Linked DNA regions of Rattus norvegicus: region 2 is linked to region 1. The links are chromatin contacts, called in public Hi-C maps. All regions are on one chromosome and are shown on one strand. Each heading gives the region's core, a stretch centred on a gene start, on an enhancer-like site or on the middle of the called end of the contact. The rest is flanking DNA. Distances are from core to core; before and after follow the strand shown. Region 1 holds the start of Prcp (prolylcarboxypeptidase). Region 2 holds the start of Fam181b (family with sequence similarity 181, member B).

The links. Hi-C and Micro-C count contacts between places; a contact is called where the count stands out from the background.
Region 2: a contact with region 1 is called in a Hi-C map of mammary epithelial cells, with 2.9 times the contacts expected there. The contact joins the promoter of Fam181b here to the promoter of Prcp in region 1. A contact is called at or near these places in 10 of 12 Hi-C or Micro-C datasets (the A7r5 cell line, Schwann cells, frontal cortex and 6 more) and 1 of 1 datasets of contacts at active chromatin or transcription factors (oligodendrocytes).

Annotation. Positions count from the first base shown.
Region 1 is chr1:156,340,358-156,346,383 of GRCr8, forward strand. It overlaps Prcp (prolylcarboxypeptidase), which reads left to right and starts at 3,537. Exons shown (of 9, transcript NM_001106281.3): 1 at 3,537-3,757. The coding sequence starts at 3,599. Ddias (DNA damage-induced apoptosis suppressor) reads right to left here and starts at 2,512. Exons shown (of 6, transcript NM_001126294.1): 1 at 2,441-2,512; 2 at 1,298-1,381.
Region 2 is chr1:156,576,087-156,582,112 of GRCr8, forward strand. Fam181b (family with sequence similarity 181, member B) reads left to right here and starts at 2,735. Exons shown (of 1, transcript NM_001109150.2): 1 at 2,735-4,232. The coding sequence starts at 2,827. The coding sequence ends at 4,086.

The sequences.
Region 1 (6,026 bases), core at 2,287-4,786:
CTGCTCAGTCTTTTCTGAGGCATAGTCAATGATCAGGTTTACCTGATGGAAATCCCCAAGGAAGAAGGGAACTTCTCAGGCTGAGGATGGATATGCACGGAAGGCAGAGACAAAATTTACAGCAGAAGGTGAAATGATGTTGAAAACTACTGTTGAAACATTAACCAGGAAAGCCTTGATGCATACAACACAGCTTTTCTGTTTAGTATCATTTCTGAGGTATTTTTAACAGAAACTAAGAAGGGAGCATTTGAGGTAGAACAAAACCAAACAAACCAGGACATTGTGTTCAAGAACAGGAATTTGGTTGTGGATCAGGCTAATAATGCGTTCTATTCATCAATGTGTATCAATGCAACCATGCAAAGACTTCCATAATGCCATTCTTACAGGAGAGCCAAGTGTATTTAGGAGTCTCACAAATTCAAAGTTAATAAGTAACAAAAATCGAATTTTGTTAAGTCTTTCTTGTCACAAAATCCTCTCAATTTTAGTAAGTAATACTATTTCTAACTAACCATATGGCCAAATACTTAAGACTCTCTGTCTCTCCCCCAACATGCAATGTCATATCCAACATTTTTAGCTCACCCTCCCCCCCCTTTTTGAGACATCGTCTTTCTATACAGTTCTGACTCTCTTGGAACTCAATGCATAGACCAGGTTGGTCTTGAACTCAAGAGATCCACCTGCCTCTGCTTCCCGCCCGCCCAGCTTATTCCTTTTTAATATTTATTCTTTTAGAATTTCATACGCTATGTCTTATATTTCTCCACCCCCCCCCACCTTCCTACCCACCCAACTTCAGATTCTATCTCAAAAAACAAAGTTGGAAATGGTGGTAAAAGTCTTTAATCCCACACTCAGGAGGCAGAGGCAGGGTGATCTCTGTGGGTCTGAGGCCAGCCAAGGATACAGAGAGACCTGGTCTCAAAAACAAAACAAAACAAAACAAAACAAAACAACAACAACAACAACAAAACCACCAAGCCCATTGTGATTAGAATACTGGGACTCCTCCCTCCCTTCTCCCTTCCCTTTCCAAGCCATGCCATATTCACCCATTTAAAATCAATTCTTTAGAGGGGACTTTCCAGATCCATGGTTATTTCTAGACCCATTTTTTTTAAAACATAAGATTTTCCTCCATAGCCCTTAAGTCTCTTTGTATCTCAGGCTGGCTTCAAACTAGAGATTCTCATGACTCCAGAGTGCTAAGGTTATCAATATAGGTCTCCATACTCAATTTTGCTATTCTGTTTAATTCTATCCAAAAAGGGGGCAGAGGGGTACTTACCCTAGGACAGCAGTCTCTATTGGTAATTGAAGTCATCCAAAACCTGGCCCTTCTTGGCATAATGGGAGGCACTTAAAATTTTATCTGAGGAATGAATAAAAAAAATGACAGAGTGCTCTGTGATCCAGTTTTAAAAGGTCAAAAAATGCTTTAAATTTAAGATGCTTTTAAAAATGCTTTCAAAGTCAGCCTTGGTGGAACGTAACTATAAATCTAGCACTTGGAAGATAGAGGCTGGATGATCAGAAGTTCAAAATCCTGTTCTCTTAACTCACACACATAAAACAAACCAAACCAAACCAGAAAGGCTTTGCAAACTAAGAAATCACTAATGAGTCAGGATAAAAAGAAGTTTTGGAGGTTGAGAGGATGGTGCCTTTGAGGAATATACAAGATAACCTGGGGTTGGGGATAATTCAGTATGTCATGAACAGTGTGTGTGATATCCTGGGTTTTATCTCCTACCCCGAGAGGGTGTGTAAGTGCAGGTTGGAGAGGCAAGCAAGGCCAAAGAGCTTTTTAACCTACCTTAAGGAATTTGGACTTAAAACATCGGGAAAATAGAAGCATCTAAAACAAGATAAATGGTGAGTATCTTGGTCAAAAATTTTCACCTATCTGCCTGGTCTTATGGAGAATGGATAAACAGGGGAAACAGCTGAAGGCTACTGTCACAGCATACAACAGTCACAGGTTAGATTATGGTAGTGGCAGTGTTCAGTGGGGCTTGAATTTTCATCTTAGATGTGGATTCGAGAGATCAAGGAAAATAGAAAAGCTTCAGTTTCTGGATTGCGTGCATTATTCGGTAAAATACTTTTTCTGGGCAATCAGAGTAATCTGAAAAAGCAAAACAAAGCATCTTTGCCAGCAACTGGCAATATTCCGCACAGTAGTCTGATGACATATTTTTATGTCCCAGTTTAAAGTCGAGCCTTTTCCTTTCTGGGGCTCTGCAGCAACCGTAAAGTGTAAACATTCACTAAAGAACGTGAAAAGGATTGACTCTCTCGTTTAACGTCGTATCCGGCTTTTACGGCCAAGAGTCTTGAAATAAATCCAAATGGAGCTCAAGGTTACAGTGCCTCGTCAGCAGTCTCTCTACCTAGAGCCCCCCAAGAATTCCTTTCTTCAGCTTCTCACCTGAAGCAAAGGACCCAGGCAAGCCCGGGCAACCATGAAGGAACTCCGGCCTCCCGGACAGCCGCTCTCCAAACGCTCGCAATCGAATCTCCCGCGTCCTCTTCCGCCGGAAATGTCGTCTTGACGGTCTTTAAGGAGAGCCAATCAGAAAATGCTCCGCAGGGCGTGTCGCTTATAACCCCGGCAAGCGACCCTCCTTGTCAAGCCAGGGGTAGCTGTGGGTTTTGAGAGACGTTCTTCTTCGACTGGTGGAGCGGTAGTTCTCTCAACGAAGTGCGGGGGAAGCCGGGAAGGCTCGAGGCGTGGGAAGGGGTGGCTGCACCCCTCAGACGAACGCCGAGGGCGTTGGAGCCGTGAAAGTTGGCGCCGCGGGCTGGACAGGAGGGGGCGCTGTTGACTACAACAGGGAGTCGCCATCGCGGAGCCTGGATGGATTATCCGGGTTGAGGGAATGTTTGGTCTGCACGAAAGACTCAGCGGCCACAGAAAGGACGGGTCGTGCGAGCAATGCGGCGGATGGGGTGACCCGAGAACTGAATAACATGGGGCTGGTTAGGCGGGAGCAGCGGAGTGGAAGAGCCCGAACAGCCTACAAGGGAACAGGGCGCTCTGTGACCCTCGCTCCATTTCCTGCTACTTGAGGGACCTAGGATCGAGTCCCTCTACTTGTTTCCTCATCTAAGTAGAGAGGCAAACACTGAAAGGTTGCTGTTTTGGTTGAGGGAGGGTCACGTGTGTGCCGTCATGCCTGGTGACAATAGACTCTCTCTTCCTCCCTCCTCCTCCCGCCCGGTGTTGTTACCGTGGGACTGAGGTTGCGGGGACAGTGTGATGGTGACAATAAAGGCAGAGATATGACATAACCTAGAGAGGCGATAGGGCTTGGGGAGCCATAGATAAGGATGAGGCAAAAAACCCTGCGTAGTAAAGGCCGACGTAGAGTGTGACCTCAGTGGAGGTGGGCGGGGAGAAGGAGGATGGCAAGTGGCAAGGGTGGAGGCAACGCCTTTGAGACCAGGGGCCGCCTGGTTTTAGGTTTCCCGAGGGAGGAGCTGGTCTGCAGCGGGCGGAGCTACGAGCTGGGCCTGGCTTAGTAGTGCTTTTCTGCGGGTGGCTCTCTTTCTTTAGCCGCCCACACTGTGGCTGCTGTCCTGAGCCATGGGCTGCTGGGCTCTCCTGCTCCTGCCTTTTCTATCACTCGGGGCCGCCACAACCATCCGGCCTAGGCTAAAGACCCTCGGCAGCCCGCACTTGTCAACTAACACACCCGACCCTGCTGTACCCAGTAGCTACTCAGTTCATTACTTCCAACAGAAGGTAAGCGGAGGCTGGGGAGTAAGGGTTCTAGGTCTCTGGTCCCAATCGCTCGCCGGTACCTTGCTTGGCTGTTACAGCTTGATGAAGCACCGCTGCCCACTCCAAAATTCAAACTCTGATACTTAGGACTTGATTTAGTTTTAGTTCACCTTTTCTGGAGGGTAGCTTTAAGCCTTAGTTATTCGAGTGTTCCCCATCAGAGACCGCGAGAAATCTATTCCTCCAGTTCTGGACGTCCAGGATACATATTTTTACCACTTCATCTCAGAAAATGCCTCAATTTGAACTTTTTTTTTTTTTTTACCTTGGCTAAAACCAAATTATGGAGACTAACCTTTGACCCCATCTCTCTCAACTCAAATTCTAATGTATGGAGGCTAACCTTGACCTTTAAGTCTCTCAACACGAATTCTAGTGTACCCATTACCTAATATAACAGGGTAAAGCGCTAGCCTATTCGCTTCACTAAACAGCTTCTCTCAGCTGAAATACTACCTTTAGAGGCTGAAGGTCTGTATCCTGATCTGAGGTGAGTGCAAGGATCAGGTCTTTTCTGGTCTGTGAACTTGAGTTCACAGTTTTAAGACAGACTTCTCCAATGCCTTTGTATTTTGCTGCAGCATGAGACATTACTCTATAGGTCTGAATGGAAAAGTACCTGTGTCCTCTGAAGTGACAGGATATATAATTCTATAGTTCTAGGAGTCTCTGAGGCCTGAATGGACAAGGCACTGGGATTAGCAAGTGTACAGTAGTCTGATCTTGGCTTTAGAAATCATACCAGGATTCCGGCCTTACCCTGTAATCTTAGAGAGGTTTCAGGGTAGTTTCTGAGCCAAGTTTCTTGGTTTGCTGAAGAGGGTTGCAGTGGTGACTAACTGAAGCTGGCACCTAGCAGAGTAGCTGCCTCAGTGGACAGTTATTGATGCATGGTTACTGATAGGAAGTTTGACTAGGAATTAAGAGGGAAGACATGGGGTTGTAGAACAATTTCATTTTGAAGTTAAAAAAGACCTAGAAACTTGTGTTTGGGTTTCTAAAAAACAGAAAGGAAAAGAAAAGCGTTTTAATTTTAGCTGAGGTAGCAGAAGTCTCTCTGGGACAGCCCCTTGAATCTCTACAGTTTCTTCATTTGTAAGTTGAGAAGTTGGAGTCAGGACCATGGAGTTTTCTGCTTTCCCTAGGAAAACCTTTCTGTGAAGCCAGCTGCTATGGCTGTCTAGCTGAAGTGAAGGTTGCATTTAGAAGGAGGACTTCCTCCTTCCTGAACCTCTGCTCTCCACCCACACTTACTGTAAAACAAAGTTGAACTCGGACTTTTCCCTACGGAACTACCCTTAATCCTTGTACTGAAACTTTTGAATTTTTTTTTACACATATAATTCTTGACAGCATCCAGTTATTAACAATAAAGTTAGAGGGAGAAGCTTTGGAATATCTGATCTCTAAAAATCTCTCTTTGAAAATGCTTTAGGAGAATGCAAAAGTAAAGGGATGGAATGATGCTAATCTCTCTCTTTCTTTCTCTTTCTCTCGTGTGTGTGTGTGTGTGTGTGTGTGTGTGTGTGTGTGTGTGTGTGCGCGCGCGCGGATGTGCACGTGTTGGACAGGAGGCTGATGTGAGTGCCCTATGCTATCACTCTCTGCCTTATTCTCTTGAATGAGAGAATGTTTTCTCATTGAACCTGGAAACCTGGCAGGCAGGCAGTTAGACCCAGTAATCCCCCTGTCATGACATTGGGGTTATAGGCAAGTGTGGAGCCATGGCTGACTTTATGTGGTTGCTAAGGTCTGAACTCAGGTTCTTAAGTTTGCAGGACAGGTGCTCTTACTGAGCCGTCTCCCCATTCCCCTCCCCTCCATTGTTTTTACAAATACAATTTAAGACTTTTTTTTTTTAACATTTCACATTTCAGCAGTTAGCAAGTGTGTCTTAGCTGGGGTTTTATTGCAACTTTTTTTTTTTTTAATTTTTCAAGACAGGGTTTCTCTGTGTAACCCTAGCTGTCCTGGGACTCCCTTTCCAGACCAGGCTGGCCTTGAACTCATAGAGATCCACTTGTTTTTGTCTGCCAAGTGCTGGGATTAAAGGCTTGTGCCACCATGCTCAACTATCAGCGAAACATTTAAAGGAAAACATTTAAATGGGGCTGGCTTACAGTTTCAGAGGTTTAGTCCATTATCATCATGTCAGGGAGCATGGCAGCCTGCAGGAGGTGGTGTTGGAGGAACCAGGGGTTCTACATCTTGATCCAAAGGCAGCAGAAGG
Region 2 (6,026 bases), core at 1,485-3,984, 230 kb after region 1:
AGTCAGACTGGGTGCAGATAATGTAGCTGGGTAGGTGAACTCCTAAGAATTTCCTCTGGCTTCAGAAGTAGAATAATTCCAAGGAAAAGTTATTATTCGTAGCTTATTTTCAACAAACATGACTGCTTTCACTTACTCATGCCTTTGTCTGGGCTGTTCTCTCAGAGAGATAGTACAAATTTGTTTGAAATATTCAAACATATCCTTTAAATCTTTGCTTCAATATCTTTGCTTCTTTGTAAATGCCTTGTCTTTTTTGGACAACCTTAATGGTCCTTTTTTCCTTTTTTTTTTTTTTTTTGTCTTTGTTGTCTTTTTTTTTTTGATTTTTAATTTTTATTACTTTTTATTCAGTTTACATCCCAATCACACCCCCTCCCTCCTTTCTTCCCAGTCCCACCCTTACAAATCCTTCCTCCCATTGCTCCCACCTCTTCTACTCAGAGAAAGGGAACCCCCTTTCTCGAGTACCGCCCCACTCTGGGGCATCTTGTCACAGCAAGTCTAGACATATCTTCTCCCACTGAAGTCTATCCAGGCAGTCCAAGTAGAGGGGAAGGGGTTCAATGGCAGGAAACAGAGACCAAAACAGCCTCCCACCCCCCATTCCACTTTCACACATCTGTAGCAAATGTGCAGCTTGATGACCCATTTAGCCCATCAACCCTGGTACCCTTAATTTACTGAAGTTATATTTTACAGTGACTTGCGTGTAGTGTCTGCCTTTGATTAGCAAGAGTGGAAACCATAGCTTCTTTTGTTTATCTCTGTATCCCAGTATATCACATCCAAGGGTGAGTGTCAATATTTTCCTGCCTAATGTATAAAATAAATGACTTGGGTGGGCATGTGTGTGTATATGAAAGTCAGTTTTGTGAATCATGAAAAGTTAGAGATATTGTTCTTTTCTATGTATGTAGCTGTCACACGACTTTCACTTCTATTTTCTTGTTGATTTTTCACCAAATAGTTCTCATGTTTTTTCTGTTTTATAGGTCAGAGTCCACAGGAGAAGTTTTGTGCAGTCAGATAATAAAGGTAAAATCGGACTCTGGGTTTCTCTGCACTTTCTCCATTATAGTCCACTGTCCTTTTAAAGTTTGTCTAACCCACAAGCACAGCTGCTTTTTTGACCTTGCGAATAGGCACTTGGTTGCGGATAGAGGACAAATGATGCTGATATTATAGTTTGCTATGTTGTAATAGAATGGGTTGGGCAGGAGTCAAGCACAAGGAGGTCATTGGGCCACTATTTTATACCAGACCAGGGGGTGAGATAGCCTTTTCTGTACTGGGAGTAAAATAAGACTTGCAAGCATTCGCCTACTGTCCTATAAACAATCCTCTCAGAATCTGTGAGAATAGTTATGAGCATTCTCATTTCTCAGAGTAGGAATGGAAATGATACAGAAAGAGAGCTGACTTGCCCAAAGACACTTCAACTCCCACAGCAATAGGTACAGCCCCAGTAAGAGCTGGCCTCATCTAATTAGCTAGATTTACTACCCAGTAAGTTAGCTTTGATGTGTAGAAGCCCAATTATCTAGAAATGAAAAGTGATTTTTATAGATGAATCTTTATAGTACATTTTAAAAAAATGATTGTTAGAATTTCAAGTACAGAAATCTTCAGTTGACCTCTGGACATTTCTAATTAAACTCTTGCCATCTCTGTTGGACTCTGTGTGGCTAAATGATACTGCACATCTCTGAACCTGAATGAGGGGTACATGACAGTTGAGCCAATTCGAGTTAAAACAAACTTTGATTCAGCTTTATGGGTTTGAGTAAGTCCCTATTCCCATGACTTAAATAAAACCTGTCTTCTTTGGTAGGGATGCCCGCTCCAATGTGTTTCTGTTATAGCTGCAGAAAAATAGGGCTTGAACTGAAGACTTTTAGAAGATATGGTCTATACCTCTTTAGTGACTTGCACCATGGTAACTAAGAGAACTTTGTTGTGTGTGCATGGGGCTTTTCTATTGTGGCATCAGTTAATCCTTATGAACGCTGTGATGGAGAAGACATATCAAGGAGTGCAGCCATCTTTACGGGTCTCTTCTGTTACAGTAAATGCTCTATGTGCCCACCTGTGTGTAACATGAAAAGCTAACCAAGGCAAAGCATGGCAGGCTGGTGAATCCAAAGCCATGTACCCAATGTTTCCAGATTCCAGGCTGTTTACTGGTAAGGCTTAAATTAAACCTAGATGTGGCTATGTCCAATTCTCTGAACTTCTCAGAAGTCCAGTTCCTTTTGTTGAATGGTAACAAAACATGTAGTTCATGAGGCTGTTGGACAGAATTAAATGACATAAAGTATGGGCAATGACCGGTACAGGGCGAACATCCAGAAGACAGAAGCTGCTGGACCTCACTGCTTCCAGAACTGGAATTGGAACCCAGATCTGTGAACTCGCTTAGGGACAGTGACCAAGGCCAGGGTGTGGATTTACAGGAGCCTAGCTGGGGTTGGAACACAGGCTTTCTCCTCACCCCTGGCGATTGAGGCCAATCAAAACTTATGTCCCGGGGCACAGGGGAAGGAAAGGGTTAAGGTTTGAGAAAGCTTAGAAAACAAGAAAAGCCAGAGTTTCCCGCCCCCTTTTTACCGACCACCAAAGCCCGGCTAAGTAAGTCCCTCCCCTCGGCTACCGGGGCGGTCGTCCTGCGCTCTCCCACTCCACCCCTGGCTTACAAGATCTAATGAGCTCCCCCGGGAGGCTGAGCGGGGAGCTTGGGTCGGAGCGAGCAGACAGCGCAGCGCCTGGGCGGGAGCAGGCTGGGTGAACACCGGCCGCGCTGCGGACCGCTTGAGAGCCGCGGAGATGGCGGTGCAGGCTGCGCTGCTCAGCTCGCACCCCTTCATACCCTTCGGTTTCGGAGGCTCTGCGGACGGGCTGGTGAGCGCCTTCGGAAGTCTGGACAAGGGCTGCTGTTTCGAAGATGATGAGAGCGCGGTGTCCGCTGGAGCGCTGCTGTCCGGGTCCGACGGCGGGGACGTGCGCGAGGCCACCCGGGACCTGCTCAGCTTCATAGACTCGGCGTCCAGCAACATCAAACTGGCGCTGGACAAGCCAGGCAAGTCCAAGCGGAAAGTGAACCACCGCAAGTACTTGCAGAAGCAGATCAAACGTTGCAGTGGCCTCATGGGTACCGCACCTCCGAGACCGCCGTCCCCGAGCTCCACAGACACTTCAGCCAAACGGCCGCCCGGAGCCCCAGGAGCCTCGACTGTCGCGACCCCGGCGCACTGTAAGGCCGCCCCGCGGAGGGAGGCGACCCAGGCTGCAGCTGCCGCCAGCCTGCAGAGCCGGAGCTTGGCTGCCCTTTTCGACTCTCTGCGCCACATCCCCGGGGGAGCGGAGACCGCAGGCGGTGCGGTGGCCGCGTCGGTCCCGGGCCTTGGGGCAGCAAGCTCTGCGGGAGACAGGGCGGGCACCTCGGCGAGCTCAGTGGCTCCGGGTACCAGGAAGGTCCCTCTGCGCGCCAGAAACCTGCCCCCCTCCTTCTTCACGGAGCCATCCCGGGTGGGCTGCTGTGGCGGCGGCGGCCCCTCGGGCCAGGGTGTGAGCCTGGGTGACCTGGAGAAAGGGGCGGAGGCCGTTGAGTTCTTTGAGTTGCTGGCGCCGGACTTCAGCACTGGCAACGATTCGGGTGTCTTGCTGGCCGCTGACCCTCTCGACCCGTTCCCCGCCGGAGCCACGGTCCTACGGGGACCCCTGGAGCTGGAGTCCGTCCCCTTTGAGCAGCCGGCGATGGTGGGGAACCTACTATACCCCGAACCCTGGAACACCCCGAGCTGTCCTCAGAGCAAGAAGCCTCCTCTGCCTGGCGTTCGAGGCAACATGACCTTGAACGAGCCTGTGCGCCTCTTGTACCCCACAGCCTTGGACTCACCGGGCGGGGAGGACGCACCAGCCTTAGCCTCTTTCACCCCCTTCTTCCCAGATTGTGCGCTGCCGCCGCCCCATCAGGTGTCCTACGATTACAGCGCGGGCTACAGCCGCGCGGTTTACCCCAGCCTCTGGAGACCAGACGGGGTCTGGGAAGGGGCTTCTGGGGAGGAGGGAGCGCATCCAGACTGACTGCGAGGAACCCTTTCCTTCCCTTATGACTACTGTGGGCTGCGTGCCACCATGGGTTTCTTCTGAGTGGAGAGAACGACGGGATCACGCATGTGAAGATGAAATGGGATTAAAAAAAATAAAACCGCGATCCATTTAATAAAGAATCTTCAGGAAAACAGATGAAGAGGAGTTGGGGATTGTTTTAATCACAGCCTCAGATTTTCTTTTCTTTCTTTCTAAGTAACTCATAGATTCTTTCTTGGACCAGACCAGTTTTCAAGCGGAGACAGGATTTGGGTGGGATGATGGAAGGGTCAAGAGTAAGACAGAGTTTTTGTAGCCCCCTGTCTCATCTCAGTTCATCCAAGGTCAGTGTGTTTGATGTCATTACCCCATTCAAACAGCTTCCTGGTGTCCTCCCCTGACTACATTCTGAATTAAAGCCTATGTTGAAAGAAATGGACCAGAGGTATGTGGTCATTGAATTGAGTGTTTTCTTAGTGTTTTCACAGATCTCTCAGCTTTGCTAGGTGGACGCTGCGGGTGGGAGTTGGTGCTGGAAAGGTCATGTCCCAGGCCTCCCTTCTTCCCCCCTTTGCCTTTCTTGGTTTTTGTTTTTGGTGCGGGGGATGGGGTAGGGTGGGGCCGGGAAACTGACCATGCCCTTACAGCTACTCAACTACTTTTTTTTTTCTCACGATGTCAGATATTAAACCCAAGGCTTTAAACACACTAGAAAAAGTGCTCTACCATTGAGCTTTATTCCCAGTTCTGAGTGTGACTCTCTTCTTTCCTTCTTAAGACCCCCCCACCCCGCGCCCTTACCAACCTCGGCCTTTCCCATATTTTTCTGCTGTTTGTTACCTGTGCATAGCTTACCCCGTTGCTCTAGCCTTTCTTCGCTGCTCTTTCTGCCTTCCTCCAAATCTCTGAGTTGAGGGAGAGGCAAGTCTAGACTCCCATTTCTGTCTTCCCCCTTTCCCCTTTACCAGTCATTTTGGGGTGGGGGAGGGGAAAGGAAACAGGTTATAAGGTCTTTGATTTTAAGTTTCCTTACTATAACAGGATGACAGCGTTTCTCCAAATCTCACTTTGTAGCTGTTTGGGTGACTCCGAAGTAAAATACTCAAAATGTCTTGCAACTGTTGCACTGCTTGGCCTTGCAGGTATACATGTGTCTTTATAGGCATACAAATGGCTTCTGCGTGAAAACCATGCAGTGTGCTATTCTCATTTTTTTTTCTGTTTTGGGCGTTAACACCCCTGTATCCCAAATCCTTACTCCCCAGCCCCTACATCCCTGATCTTCCTCACCCCTTGTACCTCACCATGATAGGGGAAGGTGAAGAGTATAATGGTTTGAAAGGAGATTTTCCATTCTCTTTCTAACCTGCATGGAGACTTGGAGGGGGAAAGTCAGAGAAAAAGTTTAACCAGTCGTGAATGTGGCTCTCAAGAAGAGACCAACACTCAGAAATGGGGTATGTCTGTAGACTTGATTGCTGCTTCTGTGTAAAACAGGCTGACTGAATACATGGAGAAAGAAAAAAATATTAGTGTGGCAGCAAGGGATGAAAATGTCTGCGAAAATCAAAACTACTGCTGTAGATTTTGAGAAAGTTTTTTTTTTGTTTTTTTTTTTTTTGTTTTTTTTTTTAAGGAACGAACCTGTATGAAGCATTGGTAAGCATGGTTTCAAATACTATTACCAGATCACTTTCTTCTGAGCAAAACTGGAGTAGTAACCGTGAAAAGAATTTTTGCAACTCTTGAAATCTGGCAGCTAGTTGACTTTTTCACAGTGGTGAAAAGTGATAAATTTCATTGTGCTAATGGCACATTACTCAACGGCCATTTAATTTATGTTGGTTTATTGTGACAATAATTTAGGGTAGAATTTCACAGTCAGACATTAACACTGTGACTGTTCATAGGGCTCACTGTCAATGTAGTGCTTC